Linked DNA regions of Mus musculus: region 2 is linked to region 1. Evidence: chromatin contacts called from public HiChIP or PLAC-seq data. All regions are on one chromosome and are shown on one strand. The core of a region is the stretch at or near the end of the contact, and the rest is flanking DNA. Distances in the headings are between cores, read along the strand shown. Region 1 overlaps Ctnnd2 (catenin (cadherin associated protein), delta 2). Region 2 overlaps Ctnnd2 (catenin (cadherin associated protein), delta 2).

Region 1 (5,453 bases), core at 2,099-4,598:
GGTGATACTAGGGAGGTGAGGTGGGGGTTGGGGTGGGTGAGTGTGGGAGCACCCTCATAGAAACAGGGGGAGGGGAGGGGATAGGGGTTTGCAGAGGGGAAACTGGAAAGGCGGTAACATTTGAAATGCAAATAAATAAAATAACCAATATAAAAGAAATAATAATAATAACAAAATAGAACACCCAAAGTAAGAGCTGTTGGTAAATTGCATAAGAATAAAATTAATTTAGGTGAGGTGGGGGGGGGGTTGGTATCTGCAGATGTGATGTATCCCCAGGTGGGACTGTCCCCAGTTGGCCTTTGCTTCAGTCTCTGCTCCTTTTTTTGTCACTGTTCTTCCTTTGGACAGGAGCATTTCTGGATTAAAAAACTTTGAGGTGGATGGATGGCCCCTTCCCTCGACCAGGGGCCTTGCCTATGTACTGGAAGTGATCACAACATGTTGTCTCCCTATTGTCATTCTTTACTACACAAATAGCCATTGGGGATAGGAGGGAATGAGGGACTGATGCCTCTATGCCTCGGTCCCACACTCTTGCTTTTCCTTCCATTCACTCTCCATCCATCTCTCTATTCAGCAATCCAGGGAATTACTTTTAAACTTTCTTTTTGTATGCTGTGGCTCATTGAGCTTACATGCTATTCTGAGGAGACAAGAATTAATCTGGCAAGTAAGGACGTAAAGTCCAGATGATATCAAGTGTAACTCACGCTGCTTCAGAAAGTTCTGTGGAGGAAGCCATGATGCCAGTGTTCTAGGTCTTAGTCCTGTGCTAACTAGAAGCTGACTAGAAAGAATAAAGCCACAAAAAAAAGAATGAAAAAAAAAAAAGAATGAATGAAAAATAAGTAAATAAGCCTTCATGTCATGGTGACCAAGGATGGGAACTTCCAGGGTTGCTTAGAACAGATGAGTGATGTCTGGGAAATATTAAATATGCCAGCAAGAAGCATTGCCAAGGTCGTCAAAACCATGGGACAAAAGTCCAATTAAAGACCCTGACATTTACCCTAAGTAGTGGAGAAAGTTTTGGAAAGCTCTTTTGTAATAGAGTATGTGAACAGTTTCTGTGGAGGCGAGATCTGTCCACAAGTCCAGTGGTGCTGTTGTGAGTGTGTGCTTGCTGGCTGTACTGGGAAGGAATGGCTGCCAAGCGTTACTGGTCCAGTGACATCACACAAGCAATGAGAGCATCAGTTATGCTTCTGAGGAACCACGATTAGCTCAATATTTTCTCTTTTTTCTCTCAATATGCTACAACTGAAACTTTGCACTCACAGCCTGACTCATCCCAAGACCGCTTCTCCCTAGACCCTAGCAATCACTGCCCTAATATTATTCTCTGAGTTTCAATATTGGAGATCGTAAATCAATCAGTGTTTGGTGTGTGTGTGTGTGTGTGTGTGTGTGTGTGTGTTTGTGTGTGTCTGTGTGTGTCTGTGTGTGTCTGTGTCTGTGTGTGTATCTCATGTAAGATATTCTGGTGAAAATAATGCCATATTGTGGGCTTGAAACTTCTTACAAGGGTAGGCACTACATATTCTTACTACGTACACACAAAAAGTAGAAAGAAAACTATGACTGTATGTGTTACGGATGTGTTAATTACTCGGTGTTGTAATGTATATATTTATGAGAGCATGTGTTTGGATACATTTGATATGTATACTTTCTTTATTTTATTCAGAAGATTTTCCTTGAGTACAAAAATCACTTAAACTAGAGCTATACTATCAGAAATTTAAGAATGTAAACCATCTGAGGAATCTCTTAATGTAATTTTGCATGCTTACTTTGTTTAGTTTTCGTGTGGGTAGGTACAAGAATTTGCTTTTCTTAAATTTCTTCTTCCTGACTGGGCAGTGGTGACTCACGCCTTTAATCCCAGAACTTGGGAGGCAGAGGCAGGAGGATTTCTGAGTTCAAGGACAGCCAGGGCTGCACAGAGAAACCCTGTCTCAAAAAAAAAAAATTCTTGTTCCAAGATTTACTACCAAGATTCTTAGTAGTATATATAAAATAGACAAATTTTGAACATGAAATTGTCAGTATTTTAAGAAATAGGATAGGCACATGATTTAAGTGTGTTTGTGCTCAGGTCTTAGTGTATAATTGACATATTTCATAGGGAATGTATCTACAAGTGGTCAAATACTTCTTATTAAAAATCAAGAATTCTGGAATTCATTTTAACATTAGAAAGTAATTATAATAATACACTTGCCTGACTGTGTACATTCACATAAGCATCTGACATAAAATCATTTTATAATTTTTGTAAAAATAACTATATATTTAATGGTTTATAAAAATGTATGTAGCAGAGGATGACCTAGTCAGTCATCAATAAGAGGAGAGGCCCTTGGTCCTGTGAAGGTTGTATGCCCCATTATAGGGGAATGCCAGGGCCAGGAAGCAGGAGTTGATAGGTTGGGGAGCAGGGCAGGGGGAGGGTATAGGGGACTTTTGGAGAGGAAACTAGAAAAGGGGATAACATTTGAAATGTAAATGAAGAAAATATCTAATAAAAAATTAACATTAAAAAAATAAAAATAAGGCCGGGCAGTGATGGTGCATGCCTTTAATCCCAACACTTGGAAGACAGAGGCAGGCGGATTTCTGAGTTTGAGGCCAGCCTGGTCTACAGCATGAGTTCCAGGACAGACAGGACTACACAGAGAAACCCTGCCTCAAAAAACCAAAAATAAATAAATAAATATGTAAAAAGTAGATAAACCTTAATAAGTTTAAATGTTGGAATTTTCAGTTTTGCATATTTAGGCTTCTTTGCCACATTATTAATTTTTCTGTATTATTTCGTCTCTATTTACATTTCTCAACCAGCTTATTACTTTCTGCAAAAACATGGGGGGAAATCCCTGCTATTTTCATAGAAATTGTAATCCATCTGTAGGTTTACTTAATGGGTGCTGTCATCGTTACAGAACTGGATTTTCCAGTTTAGGGACACGATCAGTGTTTGTATTGTTCTAGATTGTCTTCAATTTTTGAACACTTTCATGAAAATTCTCATGCTAAATAATTTACACATACCTTAGTAAATCCACTTTTAAATATTTTGATGCTTGTTTGGGTAAAAATCATATTTCATCTTTATTTTTGGATGCGTTCATTTTGGAATGTTAAAATAGTTTTTTCTCTATAATGGTATCAGAAAGTTTGCTGAGCCTGATTTGTCAGTGTGAGCTTTGTTTTCTGTACTTTTAGCATTTATTATTTTCAAGATAATATCAACTGTAAGTTGGGGAGACGTTTATTCTTGCACACTCTTGTCTAGATGCTGTTATTTCTGTCTCGTGCCTAATTGCCTCGGTCAGGACTTCCTTCCCTGTGTTAAATGGAAGTGTTGAGTATGCCCTTCCTTTATGATTATAATGTGCTGTAAGAGGGATTACTCATAATTACATATAAATGACAAATGAGGACTGTGCGGGCACTTCCTGTTTTTTTTTCTCTTCATTATTGAATTGCTCTGTAGCTGTTACACTTTATGTTAGGCAGATGCTTTAACTGAATTAAAATATTAATAAGCTTTCTACTCACTATGGTAAAAGGTTCCATAATTAGATTTTTATAGATGCTGTAGCTACTTCAAACCCTTTTCAGAAAAGTTGCACCTTTGAATATTTAGATTTTTCCCTACAGGCAACACACACATTTCTGCTAGAATTCAAATAGGACTGTAGTTTAAAATCTCAATGTAGTGCTATATTCACTAAAAGGCATACAATGTAGTATTGCAACACTCACATAATGGCACACTTATGGATTGTTTTCATGTCAGGGATTCTCAAATTCTAAGAAATTTGAAGATGCATTATAACACAGAACATGATACAAGCCAACTAAACATGTTTGTAGAGTATACGATCGAACCCTCTTAGGTGCCAATTAAATAACCATATGCAGTAACACATGCTACCTCCTGGAGCAGAGTCCCTTCTGGTTACAGGACATCAGAAACTTGATTTCCACCTGAGACACAATTCCGTTCTTCCTGATTTTCCATACTGCAGTAGTGAGCTCTTGGCAATACAAAGAGGATATAGCTTCGTTCTGTCTGCAGAGTCTCACATCCTTAACTTTGCTGTGTCATTTTTATTGTACAAGGAAATGGATGGGCTAATTTCTCAGGCAACATGCTGCAGTGTCCCTGGTGCTGAGAAAGTACAGAGAATGATGACCGCAGTGCTTAGCAGAGCTTAGGGGACCTCCTGTACATTAGAGGATTTGTTTCGTGGGTGTGGATCACTAGGGTGAGTGTTTATAGGCCCTTTGCTTGCTTTTCCTTTCAGGAAATGTCACTGATTCTGTTTCATGTACAAAAGTATGTGGAACAAACTTTGGCAGCCAGTCTTTACACATGGTTTCAGATCCAAAAGTATTTGAATATGTGTCCTAGTGACAGCACTGCCTATGTATATACCTGTCTTCAGTCAGGCGGCTCCAGGTCGTTGTTCCCCACAGACATCCCAGTCGCCATACTTTTGTGCCAGAGCCTGTGCACACTTATGCTCCACTGACTTTGGAGGTCACACCATGGCATTTCAAAGACAAGAAAAAAGTAATGTTTTAGACATTTTAGAGAGTAAACTAAACCTGATGGCTGGTCACAGGTGAAGCAAGCTGTGTAGTTGCACACAGGCAGAGTGAATTTTAAATGTTAGTGTTATTTTCATGCACATTTAGTTTGAGTCATACAGCATCTTCCATGTGACTACCTACAGGCAATACTCACAAACAGAGTAAGATAAGTGACCTCCTTCTAGAACAAGATACGTACTTGTAAACATTAGTTCATAAAATCTAGATCATTTTCTTAGAACCAAGATGTGGGATTCATTTCAAATATGTGCACACATGCGTACTTGTCTTTAGTCTGGCCAGTACATCTACATACTTTGTATCACCATGTATTTGGATTAAAAGAACATTTACCAATCTATGTACTCTATGTTGGTGTGTGTTCTACAGTGCACATGGGAAATCAGAAGAAAACCTGAAAGAGTCTATACTCTTCTGCCTTGTCATCCCAACTATCTTACTCAAATACTCAAGCTTGGTGTCAAGTACCTTCACCCACTGAGCTATGTTTTTGGCCTTCATGTATTTTTTAGTATCTCTCTAATTAGATTGGCAATGCATTTTTGGATCTTTAATGGTATATACATAATAATATTAAATGTGGCCTTTTATATTATGTAATGTGATATTAACATATATTAAATGTTACAGAAATATTAGGGGTTGTTAAATATCTGAAAAGAACCTGCACTAGATAAAGAAATATAGAATAGATTGCTTCTTAAAATGCTCTTCAATTTATTAGCTAGAAAATCAGGGACAAAATCAGCAATACCAGTTGGGGTTGATCCATATCATGCCTTTGCGTATGTTCTACTCATCTTTCATTAGTCGATTTTAACTCA
Region 2 (5,453 bases), core at 1,604-4,103, 130 kb after region 1:
TTAAAAAAGAATGCCCTCTCTAATGCCATTGTTAATATAATAGAAGGCCATTATTTGTGTCATAGAAGACATAATAGAGTTTATTGTAAGCAGGGGACTCCCTATTCTTAATGTTTCCGCCATTATCTTCCTGTGTGAGGCTCTCCCACCACTCGCTAGCCAGATACAAGGTCATAGAGATATTAGTCAACAACAGAGTGGAGCCTCAGAGGGAAAATGTCTGTGTGCTTGTCAGAATTTTTAGGATCAGTACCATCTACCTCCCTTGACAGACTGTTATCAACCCCAGGACCCACTTCAGATGCCCAGAACCAGATGGTCTGCCATTGTTGGTTCTCAAAGTTTGGTGGAGACTTCAATCACCTAGACAGCTTGTCCTACAGAAGTAGCTTGGCCCCCACCAGTGATTCTGTTCTATTCAAGGCAGTGAGGCTGTTGTTTGGTAAATAGACAGCGCACTCTGGAATCCACCACTCTGAGATCTGGTTCTCATGTGTGTTGGGCATTGCTGGGAAGCTGGCTTACTTAGCTGATGCTTAGGTACCACCATCAAAGGCTCGGAATTAAATGTCTAGGGTAAATCTTAGCTGTTCCAATATTTTTGAGAAGTTCCCTGACAATTTTCACCTATAGTTTAGTTTCAGAAGCCCGGTCTCTTATGGTCCTGCTAAGGGAGCAACTCCACGCTTCTTAGTTTGATATTAGACCATAGCAATGGGATTCAGGAAGACACAGGAGTTCTCCAGAGCTTGCACATTCTTCAAACTCTCAAAGCCAAAACCTCAGGCCAAATTTATGAATCACTCCTTCATTGATTGAGTAAACGTCACTGCAGTCTCTCTGTGGATCAGGTTCTCTTGTGGTTGCTAGAGAGACTCCTGTAAGCAAGCGCATGGAGCTCGCATCCCACACCTTGTGGTAAGCTTAAAATAATTCCAGTTCAGATTGGGATATGTAATGCACTTATGAAATTTATATTAAACATATACATTATATATAAACAAATGTGTGTAGTAGAAATACACATATATACCTCCCACAGAGAGTGTCTCTCAGCAAAGAGTTGTCTCCCTCATAAAATGCTGTGCTTAGTGTGTGTTTGTGTACACGTGCATGAGGGTGCATTGACATGTTCTACTCATGTTGGGGTGGGGTCAGAAGACAGCCTCCCTGGGTTTTGTACATCAACACTACAACACCCCAACACCCCACCCTCCCATCCCCTACCCCACCCCACCCCACCCCCACCCCCACCCCTTGGCCCCCAAAAAAGTCTCTCTCATTGGTCTTGACCTCTAAAAGAGAGACTAAACTGGCTGTCCAGTAACAGCCAGACTGCCTGCCTCCCTAGTGCAGTGTAGCACTAACCCCTTTTGCCCAGTGAAATGTGGGTGCCAGGGATCAGGCTTAGGAGACAAGATTTTACTAAGATGTCTCCCCGAGTCCCAACTTGTTCTTAATTCAGTATCTTGATGCTTCCTCGGTACATCCTCAGTGTTTCTCCAGACAATTTGGAATGCTGTGTGTGCTCAGATAAAGTGCCCAGCCTCCCACTTGCCAAATACCACCCCAAAGGGCAGAGGTACAACGGAAGTTTCCTGTGGAGAGCATCTATCAGCTCTTCTTCCCCCCTCCCTTCATTTCCTTGCTCTCTTCCCAGCCCAACCAGCATTCTTCCTTCCATACCCTTCCATGACAGCTTCTCTCTCACACAGTGTGAGATGCTACTAGCTTTTCACACCAGGGACTCCCCCAGACCCTTTCTCCTGCCCTGGGTGAAGCTTGGAGAATCTAGTCATTCTGCCCATAAGTAGATGACAATTGGGTATTTTCATTCTAATGCAGATTTGTCTCTGAGCAAGATTAGAGGAAACTGTCTTTCTAACTCCACCCCAGCCCTGGTCTTTTGTGTTCTTGTAAGTCAAAGAAAGCAACTGGCTTTCAGTCGAAAGACACAACAGCAGAGGTGTTGTTCTGAGACATCTAGAGTACACTTTTAATAACCAGAAAAGGAAGCACTTTTAGTGTTTCCAATTTTAATTGATCTGTTTCCTCTAGTTTTTTTTTTTTTTTTTTTTTTTTTAACTGAAAAACCAAGCTTACTCTCGTGACGTAGCACTTTTCCCTCCGTTTAACTCTTGACCAAAAAGTCTTAACGGCAAGACAGCAGAATAAATTCTAAGTAGTGCATCTTTTATGTCCCGGTCTAAGTACGCAATTCGGTCAGTTTTCGGTGGCTGAAAGTGTGTCTCCTGGAATAATGGGAGCGTTTAATGCCTGGAGTTTTCATTAAAGCTAGCAGAGAGAGAGAGAGAGGGCGTTCTGAGAGATCACCGGTTGGGTGGCCTTTAAATGTTTCTCCTGTGACTAAAACCTCTTGGAACTCGGAGCAGACGCATGCCTCTCGCCTCTTTGTCAGCGGGCCTCTGCTAACCCGCTCCTTTCCCTCCTTGGAAAGGAACCGGGCTGGGAACGTGCTGGGGCGTGGGTTCGCGTCCCTCTCCACGCGTAGCCTGGGCGCAGAAGTTGTCTTCTGCAGCCGGGCGGGGCGGGCGGGCGGGCGGCTGCTTCTCCACCTCTGAGCGCGCCTGTTCTCTGCTCTCCCTCCCGGCACAGGGCACGACCGGCCGCGCGGGGCACCTGGCGGGCTCCGAGCCTGCGCCACCGCCTCCGCCTCCGCGGGAACCGTTCGCGCCCAGCCTGGGCAGCGCCTTCCACCTGCCCGACGCGCCGCCCGCCGCCGCGGCGCTCTACTACTCCAGCTCCACGCTGCCCGCGCCGCCGCGCGGGGGCTCCCCGCTGACCACCACGCAGGGCGGCTCACCCACCAAGCTGCAGCGCGGAGGCTCGGCCCCCGAGGGTGCCGCCTACGCCGCGCCGCGCGGCTCCTCGCCCAAGCAGTCGCCCAGCCGCCTGGCTAAGTCCTACAGCACCAGCTCGCCCATCAACATCGTCGTGTCCTCGGCCGGCCTGTCCCCGATCCGCGTGACCTCGCCCCCCACCGTGCAGTCCACCATCTCCTCTTCGCCCATCCACCAGCTGAGCTCCACCATCGGCACCTACGCCACCCTGTCGCCCACCAAGCGCCTGGTCCACGCGTCTGAGCAGTACAGCAAGCATTCGCAGGAGCTGTATGCCACCGCCACCCTCCAGAGGCCGGGCAGCCTGGCAGGTAAGGGGCTGGGCGCTCTGGTGTGGCTCACATGGACGCTTGGCGGGGAACCAGGGAGACTGGATCCAAGCAGCAGTGCTGGGCATGTCTTGGGTCCAGTTTTCAGATTCCGGGGCTGTCGGGTTGTCAGGGATTGTCTGGAAAGACTGTCAGCGTCTCTCTTCAGGTGTGCCTATCATGTGGTCTGTCTGCCTCTAACACCTGACTGCCTTCCCTTGTCCCTCCCTAAAGTCTGAAGACTTAAACCCAGCAAGGAGGTTAATTTAGTAGGACCACACAGACCTGTTGCTTACATGCAGAAAGAAATCAAGTAGCTCTCCCAGTGGGTATGATCAGTATTAGTTGCCACAAAAAGTTATATATTTTCCCCCCAAATCAGATTCTGAATTTACATAGGTTGCAGCAGCAGCAGCAGCAGCAGAGTAAAAGTAACCAACGGGAAGCATCTTCAATGGTTACCTACTTCATTATAGGGGCTCAGCGGGGGACGGGGGTTGTCTGAGTTGGAGAGGCTGCTTTCTTCTGCCAAATCAGAAGAGGTGACATTTCTGTGGTGCCTGTCCCTATTACAGACCAGGCTGAGCTGGCGACTGTGCTGTCAATGCCATATGCTCAGTTTAAACAAGACACTGTGATTGAAAGACTAATGCTCCCTCCTAAGACACCTGACATGTAATCTGGATTTATCGCCTATTTCTTTCCTTCTAGAAGTATTTGGTAATTTTGTGACTCTAGTAACAGATGCTGTGCTCGTATGCTTCTTGTCTTGACACAAATAGATGACTGTGAAGATAAATAGGATTAAAAAAAAAAAAGGGAACTTGTCACAGGCACAAGGCAGGTGGCCAAGGACTTCTTTAATTCAAACACAGTAATCACCAGCAAAGACTAGTTAGCTAGTTAGCTGGTTAGCTGGCTTAGTGGGATGCAGGCTGGGATATGCTGCCCACAGGACTGTGCTCGGTTTGTTTGCAGAGAATAATCTGTCTCACTGCTGTGCCTGGAGAGTGGGATTTTGGAGGTAGCCAATCATTAATGCCCAGCTATGTCTTCTAAGGTAGCCACTAGTTTGAAGAGCATCTTAGGAAACAGGCAACAAGCTTTATGTTTATGAGATCATACCAAGAATCAGAGGGGTGAGAGGTCACCCTGGTCATCCCCCAGCCACCATAGAGAAGATGCAAGGAGTTAGGGGTCTGTAGACTTCTAAAGCCCATTGCATTTCTGTGTTTGCCTGGTGGAAAACAGAAGGGTGGTTTTGTTGTTGGTGGTGGTGTTTGTTTGTTTGTTTGTTTGTTTGTTGAGGGAGGGGGTCCCACCTCTTCCCTCACCTGCTGATGTGTGACAGACATGTGCTGTCACACTGTATACCTGTGGGGAAGCAGAGAGTGGCCAGATAGCAGAACGTGTAGAATTTTGAGGAAAGGTTTAGGGAATGGAAATACAGTTACCAAGAATGCGACCATTCCTTGCATATTTTGAAAATGACTTATATTCTAAGGGCTGCAAAGAATGTTTCAAAGGCTTTGATGGCAGTCAGTCGGGGTGGGGTGCTGGTGCTGATGTTGGTACTGGTGCTGCTGGTGGTGCTGGTACTGGTGCTGATGTTGGTGTTGGTACTGTTGTTGGTGCTGGTGCTGGTGTAGTGTTGGTACTGGTGCTGGTGTTGGTATTGGTATTGGTGTTGGTACTGGTGCTGGTGCTGGTGTTGGTGTTGGTACTGGTGTTGGTGCTGGTGCTGGTGTTGGTGCTGGTACTGGTGCTGGTGTTAGTGCTGGTACTGGTGCTGGTGCTGATGTTGGTGGTGGTGCTGGTGTTAGTGCTGGTGCTGGTGTTGGTGCTGGTGGTGGTGCTGGTATTGGTGTTAGTGCTGTTGCTGGTGTTAGTGTTGGTGCTGGTGCTGGTGCTGGTGGTGGTGCTGGTGCTGCTACAGGTGCTGATGGTATGTATACAGTCACATTTCTTTCTGTTAGAGGTGAAGGCTTCTCCAGTCAGAAAGAGAGCTCTAGTTGACCAAGACATTCCCATCTGTTCCTCATATTTTCTTGCCATATTACATTTTTGCTACCTAGTGAGGAAAAAATATTCAATATGCCATCAAAGAGACATAATTTTAGAGTTGCAGTGAACATTTTAAATGTTTGAATTCATTTGTTTAACATACATGTTAAAATATTCATTTAAAGACTTCTTCATGCAAATTGCCACTGGTGGGTTTGAGTTCAGAATTATCCTGTCAGAGTATATGAAGGATGGATTCGAGTAAGATCTCGAGTTCCAT

The links. HiChIP or PLAC-seq counts read pairs in DNA pulled down with a chosen protein or histone mark.
Region 2: an H3K4me3 HiChIP or PLAC-seq map of bone marrow-derived macrophages shows a contact between it and region 1, with 4 times the contacts expected there. The contact joins two enhancer-like sites. A contact is called at or near these places in 2 of 484 Hi-C or Micro-C datasets (bone marrow-derived dendritic cells and conventional dendritic cells), 1 of 115 datasets of contacts at active chromatin or transcription factors (bone marrow-derived macrophages) and 3 of 9 other capture datasets (adipose tissue, embryonic stem cells and liver).

What each region holds. Positions count from the first base shown.
Region 1 is chr15:30,516,858-30,522,310 of GRCm38.p6, forward strand. All of the region lies in intron 3 of Ctnnd2 (catenin (cadherin associated protein), delta 2), which reads left to right. It overlaps Gm41284 (a long non-coding RNA gene), which reads left to right. Exons shown (of 2, transcript XR_875096.3): 1 at 1-5,453. Among named protein-coding and RNA genes, the nearest start is that of Gm41284, 17 kb to the left of the region's middle. Within about 2 kb of position 3,349, at least 3 of the 459 cell types and tissues checked have an H3K27ac peak or open chromatin away from gene starts, as enhancers often do. A contact at or near this core is called in bone marrow-derived macrophages, where this site is marked.
Region 2 is chr15:30,644,153-30,649,605 of GRCm38.p6, forward strand. Ctnnd2 (catenin (cadherin associated protein), delta 2) reads left to right here. Exons shown (of 23, transcript NM_008729.3): 7 at 2,617-3,172. Among named protein-coding and RNA genes, the nearest start is that of Gm31841, 36 kb to the right of the region's middle. Within about 2 kb of position 2,854, at least 95 of the 459 cell types and tissues checked have an H3K27ac peak or open chromatin away from gene starts, as enhancers often do. A contact at or near this core is called in bone marrow-derived macrophages, where this site is marked.